Linked DNA regions of Mus musculus: regions 2 and 3 are each linked to region 1. Evidence: chromatin contacts called from public ChIA-PET and HiChIP or PLAC-seq data. All regions are on one chromosome and are shown on one strand. Each heading gives the region's core, a stretch centred on a gene start, on an enhancer-like site or on the middle of the called end of the contact. The rest is flanking DNA. Distances are from core to core; before and after follow the strand shown. Region 1 holds the start of Klhl22 (kelch-like 22). Region 2 overlaps Dgcr2 (DiGeorge syndrome critical region gene 2). Region 3 overlaps Med15 (mediator complex subunit 15).

What was found. ChIA-PET counts read pairs in DNA pulled down with a chosen protein or histone mark. HiChIP or PLAC-seq counts read pairs in DNA pulled down with a chosen protein or histone mark.
Region 2: an H3K4me3 HiChIP or PLAC-seq map of intestinal villus epithelium shows a contact between it and region 1, with 7 read pairs. The contact joins the enhancer-like site here to the promoter of Klhl22 in region 1. A contact is called at or near these places in 3 of 39 promoter capture datasets (the HPC-7 cell line, the SN4741 cell line and hippocampal neurons), 3 of 484 Hi-C or Micro-C datasets (embryonic stem cells and olfactory sensory neurons), 4 of 115 datasets of contacts at active chromatin or transcription factors (embryonic stem cells, intestinal villus epithelium and pancreatic cancer cells) and 4 of 9 other capture datasets (adipose tissue, embryonic stem cells, liver and 1 more).
Region 3: an RNA polymerase II ChIA-PET map of memory CD8 T cells shows a contact between it and region 1, with 14 read pairs. The contact joins the enhancer-like site here to the promoter of Klhl22 in region 1. A contact is called at or near these places in 1 of 39 promoter capture datasets (hippocampal neurons), 1 of 484 Hi-C or Micro-C datasets (cortical neurons), 2 of 115 datasets of contacts at active chromatin or transcription factors (embryonic stem cells and memory CD8 T cells) and 3 of 9 other capture datasets (adipose tissue, liver and pancreatic islet).

The regions. Positions count from the first base shown.
Region 1 is chr16:17,758,052-17,761,112 of GRCm38.p6, forward strand. Klhl22 (kelch-like 22) reads left to right here and starts at 1,570. Exons shown (of 7, transcript NM_001359068.1): 1 at 1,570-1,643.
Region 2 is chr16:17,864,028-17,867,088 of GRCm38.p6, forward strand. All of the region lies in intron 2 of Dgcr2 (DiGeorge syndrome critical region gene 2), which reads right to left. Among named protein-coding and RNA genes, the nearest start is that of Dgcr2, 26 kb to the right of the region's middle. Within about 2 kb of position 1,469, at least 20 of the 459 cell types and tissues checked have an H3K27ac peak or open chromatin away from gene starts, as enhancers often do. A contact at or near this core is called in intestinal villus epithelium, where this site is marked.
Region 3 is chr16:17,693,354-17,696,414 of GRCm38.p6, forward strand. The region is part of intron 2 of Med15 (mediator complex subunit 15); the gene reads right to left. Among named protein-coding and RNA genes, the nearest start is that of Med15, 28 kb to the right of the region's middle. Within about 2 kb of position 1,573, at least 14 of the 459 cell types and tissues checked have an H3K27ac peak or open chromatin away from gene starts, as enhancers often do. A contact at or near this core is called in memory CD8 T cells, where this site is marked.

The DNA of each region.
Region 1 (3,061 bases), core at 320-2,819:
TGCAGCTTTTCTCCTCTGAGAGTCTTTTGTGCAGCTCAGTTTCACCTGTCTCAGCTTTTATTATTTCTCTGACAGGGAGGGACCAAGTGTATTTGGTCAGTTTCAAGGACTTCCTGAAACTATTTTGAATTTTTTAACCTTCCTGCTTAAGGAGTTTTTCTGAAGAATAGAATGCTCCAATCTTGGGGAAAACTGTTATACAAGGAGAAAACGAATCTTCCTTTCAAATCCAGAGACCAAAGTGGGCTTAGGTCTTTAGAATGGGAAGAGCTTCATACTATATAAACTAGGTTTGGGGCATAGACTTTGAGATTTCTTCCTATTCTGCTATTCTGTATCTCTAGAACTTTCTAGTGGGTGACCTGTTTCAGTTGTGTTTTCCGATAGTCAGAAGTGACAAGGGAGTGTTGTCTTCTACTTTTTGTTGGATCTCATATATTTGCTGATGGTATCTCTTGCTAGAATACTTTTATCATGGTCTAAAAGTCTCCAGCAACACAGGTGGAGTCATTTGGTCCAGGGAGCCCTGACAGGTAGAAGTTCACGTGCATTGGGTGCCTCCTTTTCTAGAGGCTGGGTCTTTTCATCTGGATCTATAGCTAGGCCTCCGGGCAGCAATTAGGGTTCCCCTAAAACAGCCTTTCTTTTATTCATTTTCTTCTTCCTTTTTTTCTCCCCCTTTTCATGAGGAGGCTTCCTTGGCGACATCTTTTCTCTTACATTCTCCACCATATTGAAACTACAATTTCCCCCCATCTATCTGTAAGAAGGCCCTACAGCTCCACTCTTGGATTCTGCTATAGGTATGCGCCCCTCAGAGTGTGGTCCTCCTCGAGGTGAAGCAGAGAAAAGTGGGTGTCCCCAGGACAGCTAGGGGCAGGTGAGTTTTGGGACTGGGAACCAGATTTACTCTGGAGTCTCAGAAAAGAGGAAAATCAACACTTGTCCGTACATAAAGCCTTTGCTTGTTTTCACTCTCCACAGCAAGCACCGGACGAGGAGCCTTCCAAAGTCTAAAGTACAATGACAGAAGAAACCAGGGAGCGACAAGGAGGAAATAAGAGGCAGAAGGAAGACCTCAGACAATAAATAGGGCTGTGAGGGAAAGGAAAACAGAAAGAGATAGAGAGGGTGGGAGCGACCTAGAGAGGAAGCAAGGAAGAAGCAAGAAGGAGGGGACAAGTGAGACGATGAGTGAAGTAATAGACGCACGATGAAGAGGGAAGGAAGTAATGCAGGAGAAACGAAGAAATGACTGGGGGAGGAAACGGGAAAGTGAGGGAAGGAAGGAGTCGATGAGGGAGATGGTGAGTGAAAGGGTGTGAAGAGACAAGCCAGTGAAGAAGCTATGAGTGAGAGAATGAGTGAGGGTTAGAATGAGGCCAGGAGAAAGGGAAAGAAGGAGGGCCTAGGTTTGCACCTTCAATAGGCACCTCGAGGGTGGAGCTTCCGGACAGCGGATCCTTCGGAAGAGCAGCCGGGGTCTGACCCTTCAGCCTCTTCCCGCCCCGCCCAACAGCGACCCCCCCTAGAGTCCCCTTGCGCCTGCGCGGCATCCCACGTGACGGAGAGGCTCCGCCCCCACCTCCAGCCTCCCGCCTCCCGCCTGCTGCGAGAGCGGCCTCAGCTTGCGGCAGCACCAGGTCAGCTGCGAGGCATGTACCGTGCGGGCCCGGCAGGCCTTCTTCGCCGAGCTTGTGCTGCACGCGGGGATGGGAGAGGGAGCGGGGATGGCGGAGGGCGCGGAGATCTGGGCCAAGTACCGCGGGCGCCTGGGGCGGGCACGGGCGACTGCCTGACGTGGCGGGGGCTTGGCCGGGCGACCCCCGGGCGTCCGGCGCGGGCCTGGCGCTGTGGCGCGGGCCCGCCGAGGCCTGCGCGTGGCTGAAGCGGACCGTGGCCCTCGCAGCCCGGTTGGTCAGGTTCTGTCGCCAGCCGTGGGTCCGAGTGTGGCCTCTGGCCTGTCCCCGTCCCTCGAAGCTATTCGAGCAGGGATTGCAACAGGCAGCGGGCGGGCCTGGCTGCCTCTCCCGGCGTGACCTCAAGCTCATCAGCCGCGGCTGCGGTTGTTGAGAGAAGCCGGAGAGCAAGCGCTGTCAGTGCAAAATCCCCGGATTGTACTAGTTTAGATCCTGTACAGGCCGAACGAACGGACCTGTCCGGGCGCAACGGGGCCACCTTCTGCCCGCGGCTGCTTCCTAGGGTAAGGCCTGATCTCCGAGATGCTCCTCGTCCGTGCTCTGGGAAAGAAGCCATAGAGCACGTCAACACCTCTTGGATGCTCCCTCCCACCCCCGTGGTAATAAGGACCCGCTCCCTCTTCTGCTCTTCCCAAGCTGCTGTTTTTCCTTTTGTTGCACACCTTACGTTGTGGTTCAGATGCGTTGAGGACAGATACGGAATGGGAGCCCCCACAGAAGGTTGAGGATGCCTTTCCAGTAAATGATTCCTTGAAGATTCCTCTAAAATTTGTTTCAGTGCACAGCTGTTTGTAGTAGCAAACAATGGTAGGGAACCTAGTTTATATGTGTGAGAGGGGCATGAAGTTATAAGCAGAAGCTAAAGGAATGTGTAGAGGAATATCTTAGATCTGCAGTCACCGTAGTCTCCTTAATGTTTTGTCGTTTAAAAAAAAAGAGTGAAGCCAGGTGTGGTGGTCCCTGCCTTTAATCCCAGCACTCTGGAGGTAGAGTTCTGTGAGTTTGAGGCCAGGCTGATCACCAAAGAGTTCCGTGACAGCGAAGGCTGTTAGAAACAAGTGGTCTGTATGTGCACCTGGGTGAAGGTGCTCTAGAGACCAGCAGAGGGCGCCTCCACCCGATGTCAGCGCTGGGAGCTCCAGTTCCGGGCAGGAATAGTTTTGCATTAAGTGCACTGAGCACTCTAACCCCACCTCTTCCTTATAGGCAACTTTGTGATCTTTTTGTATCAGCACTCCGGAGTGGTGGAGTTACAGATCTGTTACCATCCTGTCTGGCTATACCAGAGATTCTGGATGTTGTTGCATTCTTGATTGTACTGAATTTCTTTTCTTGAGCTTTTCTTGTGCTCTGCCTGTCCA
Region 2 (3,061 bases), core at 219-2,718, 110 kb after region 1:
CTTCTGAAAGACTCCCTCAGGCAACAGGTCTCTACTTCCTAATGTGACCCTTTAACATAGTTCCTCATGTTGTGGTAATCCCAACCATAACATTTGTTGTTGTTGTTGTTGTTTTTTTTTTTTTTTTCCGAAACAGGGTTTCTCTGTGTATCCCTGGCTGTCCTGGAACTCACTTTGTAGACCAGGCTGGCCTCGAACTCAGAAATCCGCCTGCCTCTGCCTCCCGAGTGCTGGGATTAAAGGTGTGCACCACTACTGCTTGGCCCCAGACCCCTGCAGGTGTGCAGGCCCTTTCATTTTCAAAATATCTGCACTCAACTCTGCATCGCACCTTCCCATCTGCCAGTTTACATCATCAGGAGAAACTGGCAGCAATTTCTCAGGGAGCCCTATCCAGCTAGGGACACTTCACACAAGGCTGGAGGTGGACACTAGGAACCATGTGGAGTAAACATAAGTAAAAACAATATTGAGCTAGGCACACTTGTGCACACCTTTAGTTCCAGCACTCAGGAGGCAGAGGCAGGTGGATCTCTGTGAGTCCAGGGTTAGCCTAGTGTACATAGCCCATCTGCCCCCTCCCTACATAGAGACCTTGTTTCAACATGTATACACAAATGTATCCCAGTGAAAAACTTAAGAGTCAGGTCAGATTGGTCTAAACTATGTAGCCAAGGCTAGCCTTAACCTTTGATCCTCTTATGTCTATCTTCCCAGTGTTGGGACTCCAAGCATGTATAACCATACCTAGTTCATACAATGCTGGGATCAAACAAAGTCTACCAACTCAGTTGTGCTTCTAGTCCTTTCTGCTTGTTTGTTTTTGAGACAAGGTCTTGCTATGTAGTCCAGGAAAGCTCTGAACTGACAATCCTGCTTCAGCTTCCCAGGAGCAGAGCCTGGGTACGTAACCATCACAGCAGCTCAGCACAGTCTCGTCCTAATCTTGGGAGATGTACATTTCCAAGTCTTTCTCAGAGGTAGACAGTCTCTTTGTCCAGCCTGTCGTTGCTTTGGAATGTTTCTGTGGCAGAGTGAGGACTTAGAATTTCCTAGACTGCCATTTTGTTAAGTCAGAATATATATGCATATGTATATATGTATAGCTTTTTGTTTTTGAGACAAGAGTTTCTCTGTGTAACCCTGGCTGCCCTGGCCTCAAACTCAGAGATCTACCTGCCTCTGCCTCCCAAACGCTGGGATTAAAGATGTGTGCCACCACTATCCTGCCAGAATGTATTTTTAAAGTTTTCTTTTACTCCTTGAATTAAGATATCAATAACTGGTTATCTCCACTGCAGGGTTACTGCAAGCTATGCTTTTTTCTAAGTCCCTGAATGCTCTATGTATCCTGTTATACAACAGGATATCCTGAATTTAACCACTGTTTCACACACTGCAGTTACCTCAGGTAATCACGTTCTGACTCTCCTGGCTTAGAATGCTGTGTCAAGTCTGTTAATCATCCATAGAGTCCCGAAGTAGTGATTGTTTTTCATGGTTAAGAGGAAGATAGTCTAGGTAAGCCAGACTGTGGGAACTTGAATGAGGCACAGCTTTTTAGCTGAGAGCATTCTATTATGGCTATTCCTATGACACACCTGTTTATCTCTAGATAAGACTCTTCTGATCTTGTCTGAGATATTCCTTCTTAATTCTTCCCTATGTGTGCCCAAGTGGCTCCAAATTCTAATAGAAAGAGAATGCAATCAGCTCTTCAACAAGTAAAAAGGACCAGATGAATCTCAGCTTGAAGCCACTTTACAGGCTCAGCCACCAATGCTTTCAATTCTTGGTGTGCACTGTAGCCGTTAATTGCTGCATACTGTATTGCTCCCTCACATCTTCATCCCAAATAGTCCTTTCAGGTACCTGTCTCCTACCTGTCTGCTATGGACTTGGTATTACCACTGGATTGCACAGGACTAGAAAATACACCTATGACGTTTTGGTGGGAGGAGTCAGCTGTGCAGTGTGGACAAAGAAGGGTGTGGTGCTGAGACTCTCACCAGTCCTAACTCGTTTCCCTGCCAGGGCCTGTCGCCTCTTAATTTTCAGGAACCCTGCAGGGCAAAGTGCATTTCTCATTGCTCTTCTCGGGAGGTCCATGCTGCAGCTGCTCTGTTAGGTTAAGTCAGCTCGCACTCTACTCCTATTGCAGTTCTTTAAAAATTATGGGCACATGTCTATAGTTCCAACACTTGGACCTAAGGCAGGAGGATGTTGTGAGCCTAAAAGTCTCATAAGACTTTTGAAACCGGTCTGAGCAACATAACTTTGTCTCCTCAAATATCTACATCAGCATCCCAAAGAATGAAAGCTATAAGCATAAGTGAAATATAATAACGAACAAAAGTTCACCTGATGAGCTCAACTCACACCACCTGCTCCTCCCCGTGTCTGTTCCTGATTTCCCATCAGGTAAGGACCCATCAGGGAAGGACCAAGAGTAACTCTGGAGGAGCCATCTGCCACTGAGCCATAAGTCTCGTGCAGCGCGCCTGTGCTTTCTTCAGCGCACCTCATCCGCTAAAGCACAGAATGACCCACAACTGTTTGCAGTTTTCTGTCAACTTACTCTTGTCTACTGACGTATATGTTGATACTTATACCTAACACCATTCTCTGTCATTGGCACAAAACATTTTATCATGTGATCATGTGAGTTGTTTTCTAAGATATTAGTAAAAGAAATGCTAAAAGAATTTCTCCAAATTCTCCCAAATAAGAACCCTAGATCGGGGCTGGTGAGATGGCTCAGTGGGTAAGAGCACCCGATTGCTCTTCCGAAGGTCCAGAGTTCAAATCCCAGCAACCACATGGTGGCTCACAACCATCCCTAATGAAATCTGATGCCCTCTTCTGGAGTGTCTGAAGACAGCTACAGTGTACTTACATATAATCAATAAATAAATCTTAAAAAAAAAAAAAAAAAGAACCCTAGATCATGAGAATGGCCTGATATGGAAGACATTACTTGTTTTCTAAAGCAGGTGGTCCATTATCCACCTTACCCAAACAACAGTGAGAGTCCGGAGCCATCACATCTCCAACACCTAGT
Region 3 (3,061 bases), core at 323-2,822, 65 kb before region 1:
CTCCCTGGTCCAAACAGGCTCCTGATCACACCAAAAGGCAGAGGCAGTTTCTCTCTGAACCTCCTGCACTGGCCTTAAACTTCTGGTATCCAAAGAATGTTCTAGGACTTCTGAAGACTAAAAGCTTCCATCTCTTCCCTCCAGAAACACAAACACAGTGACATAATAAGGTCTAAGTTATGCCACTAGTGACACTGTAAGAGTCATGTAGGTTAGAGGGACATGCAATCATGAGTGAAGCTTCCCACTGACTTAGGAGAACCAAAGGGTTATACCTTTAAGCCATTAAGTTTTAGACTGGTATAAGCAAGCTGAACCAACAAAATTTACATTTTGGAAATAAATGATTCAAGTCAGGTTTTTGTTGTTGTCATCTGGTCCTGTCTATCTGTCCCCACCCCCACCTCGCAGCCCCAGCACATACAGCGTCTCATTATGTATGTAGCTCCAGCTGTCTTAGAACTCACTATGTAGTCCAAATGGGCCCCAAACTCACAGAAACCCAGCTGCCTCTGCCTCCAAGTGCTAAGATTAAAGGTGTGCACCATTACACCCGACTTCAATTACGTCTTTACCAAAATTCCTTTCACTGTAGTGTATGACTTTAATCCCAGCACTCAGGAGACAAGCAAACAAATTTCTGGAAGTTTGAGGTCAGCTTGCTCTAGCAAGTTCCAAGACAATGAGGGGTATATGAGAAACCATATTTCAAAAATAAAAGAAAGGTCATAATAGGGCTGTGGATATACCTCAGTGATAAAGTACTTTGCCCAAGTACCTGGCAAGAGCAGTAACCTCCCTCCCTCCCCCTCCCCCTCCCCCACCACCACCATAGACCTCAACAATAAAATATTCCATCTCTGAGATATTTGCAAATTAAATGATCTAGGTATCCAAATATATAAAAAACTACTAGGGCTGGCAAGATGGCTCAGTGGGTAAGAGCACTGACTGCTCTTCTGAAGATCCTGAGTTCAAATCCCAGCAACCACATGGTGGTTCACAACCACCCATAATGAGATCTGACACCCTCTTCTGGTGTGTCTGGAGCAAGTGGGTCCAACCAGAGCAAGCAGAGGTCCTAAAAATTCAATCCCCAACAACCACATGAAGGCTCACAACCATCTGTTCAGTTACAGTGTACCCATATACATAAAATAAATAACTAAATAAATCTTTAAAAAAAAAACTACTAAAAAGATCAACAAGTCAATTAAAAGAAGACCAAAAGATAAACATGGACATTTTTCCACAGAATGTTTACAGATGGCTCAAAAGCACTACAGAGACGTGTGACATCATCACTACGAAGACAAACAGCAATCAGAAGCACTGGTGACCACTTCTCACACACGGACATAGCAAAGACATTGGTGATTGTTGGGGGCAACAGAGCCTTATGTGGCTGGTAGATGACACACAGCTTAGAGGACAAACCTACTCAATCTTGGGACTGGCCTCTATCTTTAAAAAAAAAAAAAGAAGAGCCTGAGAACTTGACCTGCAGCTGAACCCAAGCTGCACCCAAGTACCAGGAAGAACCCCATGGCTTGTCCTTGCCCCATACCCCAGAGTTACCCCCTAGCTACTTCCTAGCAACAGCCAATCAAGATTACTCTGATTGTCTGAGATGTCCTTTCAGACCTTTTGTGATTGTTTGTGGTTTTGCTTCAGAGCACCCACAGTAGTCATTACAGTAGTCTTACAGCAGTCATTCAACTAGATGCTTGCCGGGCTAAAATCCCCTCTTAGCTCACCATTTCCTATAAAACCTTGTCCCACTGAGGGCTCGGGGCTGCACTCGACCATCCTGCTGTGTCAGGGTTGGTGGTGAGTGAGCCAAGCTTGAATAAAAGAGACCCTAGTTAGACTGCATCAGTATCAGCTCCTTTGTGGTCTTTTGGGGCTTGTGAACTGGCACAACACAGCTACTCGAGAAAACAGTTTAGAAACGTGAGCCCCAAGTATGTACAGAGTTTTTGTTTTCCTAAGAGAAATGAAAGAAGTCTTCAAATCAACAGACAAACAAACAAACAAACAAAAAACTAGTAGACAACCCTATAGGTGGAACAACATTATGAACTAACCAGTACCCCGGAGCTCTTGACTCTAGCTGCATATGTATCAAAAGATGGCCTAATCGGCCATCACTGGAAAGAGAGGCCCATTGGACACGCAAACTTTGTATGCCCCAGTACAGGGGAACGCCAGGGCCAAAAAGGGGGAGTGGGTGGGTAGGGGAGTGGGGGTGGGTGGGTATGGGGGACTTTTGGTATAGCATTGGAAATGTAAATGAGCTAAATACCTAATAAAAAATGGAAAAAAAAAAAACTAGTAGATGAAGCTGGGTGGTGGTAGCACATTCCTTTAATCCCAGCACTCAGGAGGCAGAGGCAGGCAGATCTCCGAATTTGAGGACAGCCTGGTCTACAGAATGAGTTCCAGAACAACCTGGGCTACACAGAGAAATCCTGTCTCAAGACAAAAACAACAACACCCCCTAGTACATGAGTATTTAAAATAAGTCATTTTTCATGATAGCTCTAAAATGAAAACCACTCAAATGAAGTCTGATTCATCAATATACAGAAAATGATACAGCCATCCAAGATGAAATATGACTCAACAAAGAGAGAGATCAGGGATGGTCACAGCGGCACATGCCTTTTTAATATAGAAGTAGGTGATCTCTGTTGAGGCCAGTCTAGTCTAGTCTACACCATGAAATCTTGGCTTGAAAAGAAGAAAAAAGAATCAGGTATGCACTACAACATGGTCAATGTATGAACCCTGATAAGATTGTGCTATGTGAAAAAAGTAAGTTACAAAAAACCCAAGTCATGCTGACTATGCTGATAAAGCAACTTCAGGTGGGAAAGCCCACTGCAATAAAGTAGGTGAGTATCTGCTGGTGGCCAGGAAATGGAGTGTGACTGCTAATGCCTACAAACTTGTGTAAAGTCTCTAACTCTACCCTGCATGATTGAACTATATACCTCCAGTGAGTGAATTTGATATACCTTAATTCAATCTCAACAATGCTTTTCAAAGAAAACAAATG